2 separate regions of the Hordeum vulgare genome follow, and region 2 is linked to region 1. A link is a contact called in public Hi-C data. All regions are on one chromosome and are shown on one strand. Each heading gives the region's core, a stretch centred on a gene start, on an enhancer-like site or on the middle of the called end of the contact. The rest is flanking DNA. Distances are from core to core; before and after follow the strand shown.

Region 1 (2,700 bases), core at 169-2,668:
AACTTCCGCACTAAGTAGAGATACTACTTGTGCATCCATAAACCTTCAACCCAGTTTTGCCATGAGAGTCCACCATACCTACCTATGGATTGAATAAGATCCCTCAAGTAAGTTGTCATCGGTGCAAGCAACAAAAATTGCTCCCTAAATATGTATGACCTATTAGTGTGTGGAAAATAAGCTTTGTACGAATCTGTGATGAGGAAGACATAAAAGCGACATACTACATAATAAAGTTCTTTATCACAGGAGGCAATATAAAGTGACGTTTCTCCACACTAAGAGAGAACACATCCAAACCTCAGAAGCGCATGACAACATCTGCTTCCCTCTGCGAAGGGCCTATCTTGTACCTTTACCTTTTATCATAAAAAGAGTCGTGGTGATCGACACCAATTCCTTATTTCGCCATTATCTTGGCTAACGTCATGTGCTAGAGAAAGATCTATACTCATATGTCAACTTGGAAGTAAGTACTCATGAATTATTATTGTTGACATTACCCTTGAAATAAGTAGTTGGGAGGGGAAACTATAAGCCCCTATCTTTCTCTATGTCCAACTGAAATTTTGATCTAATGAGTACCACGTGAGTTTTAGCATTTGTAGAACACTAAAAGATGATTGAGTATGTGGATTTGCTTTACAAGCTCTCATTTGACTCTTCTCGATGTTATGATAAATTGCAATTGCTTCAATTACTAAAGACTGTTGGTTGCTAATTCTCAATAAGGTTCTTGATCCATACTTTACATTGTGAAGGAATTGTCACTTTAGCATAAGACATTATATGACGATAAGGCTTAGGGTTGAAAACGATCGGGATTACAAAGGACATAGTATAAACTTTAGAGGTTCCGGAACAAAATTACAATCGAGAAAAGGTTTTCCATTCCACCCAGTTGATGTTATTTTTAAATGTCATCTGTTTCTACAGATGTGGACACCGTTGGGGAAGCATCGAGATGCTGAGCACATGGGAGCTACCATGGAAAGGATCCGCAACATCCTTTCGCTTGCTCGACATTCTTCATAGCTGATCTTCACCTTTGGAGTTCTAGTATGGCGTCGGGAGGAAGGATCTGGTGCTCTAGTGCATTTATTTTATGTTTCCTTGTCTCTTTATTTTGGCTTAGCTCAGTGACCTTTACTGTCGTTATGAGTGATCTTGAACTTTGTGTTTTATAATACTTAATAACTTTAAAGTTGGACGTTCCAAGCGTCTTCGTTTCAAAAACTTTAGGGATAGAAAGGGAAAGGTTCATTTAGGACGAAGACTACAACCTCGAAGTTTAAATCAGACTTTCCTCGCACACTAATCGGCCCGTCTCGAGTATCTGGACCGTCCAGTCTCGCCATCAGACGGCCTCCATCCACCACCTTCTTCTCGACCCCCAACCCCCAACCCAGTCCAGTCCGCCCAACCCCCAACCCATGGCCGCCGCCGCCGCGGTCGCGGTCGCAGCTGCTGCCGACTGGACCGTCGTCCGACGGCGCGGCCGCCGCAGGGGAAACGCCACGGTCACCACCTCCCACCTCGACGCCCCGCCGCCGCTCCCGTTGACCCCGATCCCGTGGTCGCCCTCCGACCCATCCCTCGACCCGACCCGCGTCTCCCGCCTCCTCGACCGCGCCCGCGCCGCGATCTCCCGGATCGAGGCCTCCCGCCTCTACCGCCGCCTCCTCCTCCCCGACTCCCCGCTCCGTCGCCGTCTCGCCTCGCTCGCCCCCTCCCGCCTCTCCCTCCTCGGCGTCGGCAGCTTCGAGTCCTCCCCGGCCGCGCGCCTCCAGCTCGCGCTCGCCGCCCTCCTCCGCCGGGACCTCCTCGCGAGCGCCTCCGCCACGGCCGACCTCTTCGACCCCGTCCTCTCCGCCGTCGAGTGCGCCGTCGCCGTCGCCCTCGGCTTCGCCGTCCCGAGCCTCGACGACGGGTGCGGCCGCCGCGTGGAGGAGCCCACCCTCTTCTACATGCCCCACTGCGAGGCGTCGCTCTACGACGCGCTCCTCGGAGCCAACTGGGAGCCCCGCGCTCAGCTCCGCCGCGTCTGCGTGCTCGGCAACAGCTTCCGGCGGTACGCTCTGCAGGCGGAAGAGAACCGCTCGGGGCCCGCCGCCAAGGCCAATCTTGTTCTCAAGGCAGCGCGGTTCGCGTGGGAGCAGCGGATCGACGACGCCGGGGATGTGGACGATGAGGACTGGTTCGCCCGTGCGTTCAACGAGACGAGCTGGCATTTCTTCGAGGTGGACGAAGACGTCGGCCAGAGGACGGAGATAAGTTCCCAAGCTTTGTCCTTCGAGAAATTATCACTGTAACCCAGTGTATTACGTACTTGATTCGAGATGCATTTGGAGATTCTGGGTTGGCATCTTCACAAAATTTATCACTGCAATTCTGTGATTGTATACTAGTATTTGATTGGAGATGAATTCACAGATTCATAGTTAGCATCTGAGCATAATTTGTCACTGTAATTCTATTATTGTATTGCTTGATTGGAGATTATATTCAAAGATTCAGAGTTAGCATCTGAGCATAATTTATCACTGTAACTCTATGACTGTATTGCCTGATTGGAGATTATATTCAAAGATTCAGAGTTGGCATCTTAATGAAATTTATCACTGTAATTCTATGATTATATACTACTACGTCTCTACCAAAATACTCCAAGATTCAGACAATTCTATGAGTATAAGACAA
Region 2 (2,700 bases), core at 149-2,648, 260 kb before region 1:
TTACCAATGGCATTCCTGCCATGATAGTAAGAAGAACCAGTCTGGCTATCATGGTAGTTGTTTCCATAAGGATTGATATCATAGCCCGTGGCCAATTCCTTCTTCACTGGCTTCAACAGCGGCCTCTGAGACCGGATCCTGGGCAAATCCCTGTCATATCCCAGGTCCTCAGAATGAAGGCCATCTGTGCTTCTCCGCTGCTTCCCTCTATGCGCGACTCCGGCATCATACCCGTAAGCATTATCTGGACGAGAAAGCTTTGAGAGAGCCCCTCCAATGTACTCCTCACCCACACCTTTTGACACACCCAACCGCAGAACGCCCTTGGACCTTTCCTTCCCTAACTTCCCAGCCTTGTTGAGACCCATCTTATCCGGCTTCGACCGTGTCAATAACTGTTCCGCAGACTCCCTGCTCTCCGAGTCAGTCTCTGACCCAGCCCGGGCAACCAGACCCAGTTCCCTCTGCTTCCGCTGCGCCTTCATCGCATCCATAGCTCTGAGCCTCTCGCCAAGGCTGTACCCGTTGCAGCTCTTCCAGCAGTCCTTGGTGTCCCACAGCCCCAGCACCATCGAATTATGGTACCTCTGCAGGTGGTAGTAATGCTTGCGCCGCTCCGCAAAGCGGGCGCCGCGGCGGTACAGGACGATCCTGGGGTCGCAGAGGCCGCCCTTGAGGCGGTCGAGCAGGGCGGCCAGGGGGCTCCCGAAGTGGAAGTTGTCCCCCCGGAGGAGCTCGACGAGCGTGCGGGCGAAGGTCTCCTGGTCCAGGTCGGGCAGGAAGGCGGCGAGGCGGAGCCGGTCGTCCTCGGAGAGCAGGCCGTTCCAGGCGTCGAGGGAGACGACGCCGCCGAGGCCGGGGAGGTCGTAGAGGTCCAGCGGCAGGGCGACGCTCTGGTCCCCGACCTGGCACATCTCCGCCCCGGCCTCCCCGAGCTGCGTGATCTCCAGCTCGTCAGACCCCATCCCGGAGTCGTCCTCCTCCTCCTCTGCCTCCCGCTCCTGCTCCTGCTCCTGTTCCTCCTCGTGGCCGCCGCCATTCTCCTCCTGGGCCGAGAAGCCCTCGGCCTCGGACCCCTCGGAGGCCGTGGCGGGCGAGCGCTCCTCCTCGTCCTCCGTGGAGCCCGCCTCCTCCCCGCCGGGCTCCAGCCGCTGGACCCTGGCGCCGCCGGCCCTCACGATCGCCATACCACCTGCGCCAAAACCAATCCTCAGCAAAAGACCCGCGCCTGCCAAAACCCTAGCCGCTCCCCCCCGAATCCCAATCCAACCCTCCCCGCCCCGCCCCGCCCCGCCCGGGCCCACGGGGCCGCGCCCGCGAACGAATCGAAGGGAGAAGGCGGGGAAACTCACCGGAGCAGAGCAGGCGCGCCGCGGAACCCTAACCCTAGGAAGGCGGCGATGGGGGTGTGGTGGGGGGGCGGGGGGCGGGGGGCGGGGATAAATAGTGGGTGGGGCGGGGGAGGGAGGAAGACGACGGAGACGTGGCGGCCGCGGGAGCCGTCGGATGCGCGGGCGGGGCGGGATTACGGAGGGGGCGAGGGGGCCGGGCGCAAAAGTGTCCGCGTCCGGGTGGGGGTGGGGGTGGGGTGGGGAGGCGGGGGGTGGGGAGGTAGGGGAAGGGGGGGAGAGGAGACGGGGCGAGCCGAGGTGGGAGGGAGGAAGGAGGAGGAGAGCGAGGGGAAAGAGAGGGGGCGCTCGGCTGGGGTGGGCCCGCCTGTACCTGACCGCTGGGCCCGGGCGGGCAGGGGCGTGAGGGGGCTCTGGTTTTGCGCGGGAACTAACTGGGATTGTGGAGTGTGCTTAACTTCACTCTCGGCTCCCGACTTCGCCTCGATTGATATCCGATGAGGGTTTTTGCGTATCTAAGTTACTCCCTCTAGTTCATATTAATTATCGTTCATTTTAATACTTGCTTAGTCTTTAAAATAAGTGTCTTAAATTTAATACAATTTTATATTAAAACTGATACAAAGTTGAGACACTTACTTTGATACCACGGAGGAAGTACAGTCGTCAAGTAATATGGATTAGAGTCGGTACTTATTTGTGTTGATAGGTTTGAAATGATGGGTTAATGTTTGGTGCATAAATGCCGAAAAACAAGATGATACTTCGCACGTTGTTAAGACAGTCGTTGCGGTGTAATTTTAATGAGATTTAATCATGTGAAGTATTTGTATTCAGATTGATAGTATACTCCAAACTAAAACTGAAAGTACAAACTATAAGGATATGCATTTGATTATTATGTGGTTAGAAATTATTTGTGGATCAACTATTACCGTATTTGCGTATCCAAATTACTGAATCGACCTTTAATGAGGTGACACCTGCACATATTAAGATAAATACAGTGATGGGGATCAACTATATATATATATATATATATATATATATATATATATATATATATATATATATATGTGTGTGTGTGAATGGTTAGATTTCTTGTGGTGAAGTAGACCATCGGGATTCAACTTTTAGACTTCGCGCTGGTGCTCGCATTTCCCTGAATATATTTCATGCTTCCAACGATGTTCGTTTGGTGGGAGAAGACGTCTGCGTCGACTACGAGTCGCATATGATGACTTCGACAATCTTAAAAAGTTGTGTCGACTCGGTATCTCGGAAGGTGTGCGTGTGTGCGTTAATAAAAGTGGGTGTATGTACGTGTATGTGAGCACCTATTATTATAGTG

The links. A called contact is a pair of places that touch in the nucleus more often than the background predicts.
Region 2: a contact with region 1 is called in a Hi-C map of leaf, with 8 times the contacts expected there. The contact joins the promoter of LOC123398482 here to the promoter of LOC123398381 in region 1. A contact is called at or near these places in 4 of 6 Hi-C or Micro-C datasets (leaf and seedling) and 1 of 1 datasets of contacts at active chromatin or transcription factors (embryo).

Annotation. Positions count from the first base shown.
Region 1 is chr1H:26,648,356-26,651,055 of MorexV3_pseudomolecules_assembly, reverse strand. LOC123398381 (protein SENSITIVITY TO RED LIGHT REDUCED 1) reads left to right here and starts at 1,418. Exons shown (of 1, transcript XM_045092888.1): 1 at 1,418-2,609. The coding sequence starts at 1,434. The coding sequence ends at 2,312.
Region 2 is chr1H:26,912,563-26,915,262 of MorexV3_pseudomolecules_assembly, reverse strand. LOC123398482 reads right to left here and starts at 1,398. Exons shown (of 3, transcript XM_045092979.1): 1 at 1,353-1,398; 2 at 1-1,192. The coding sequence starts at 1,187.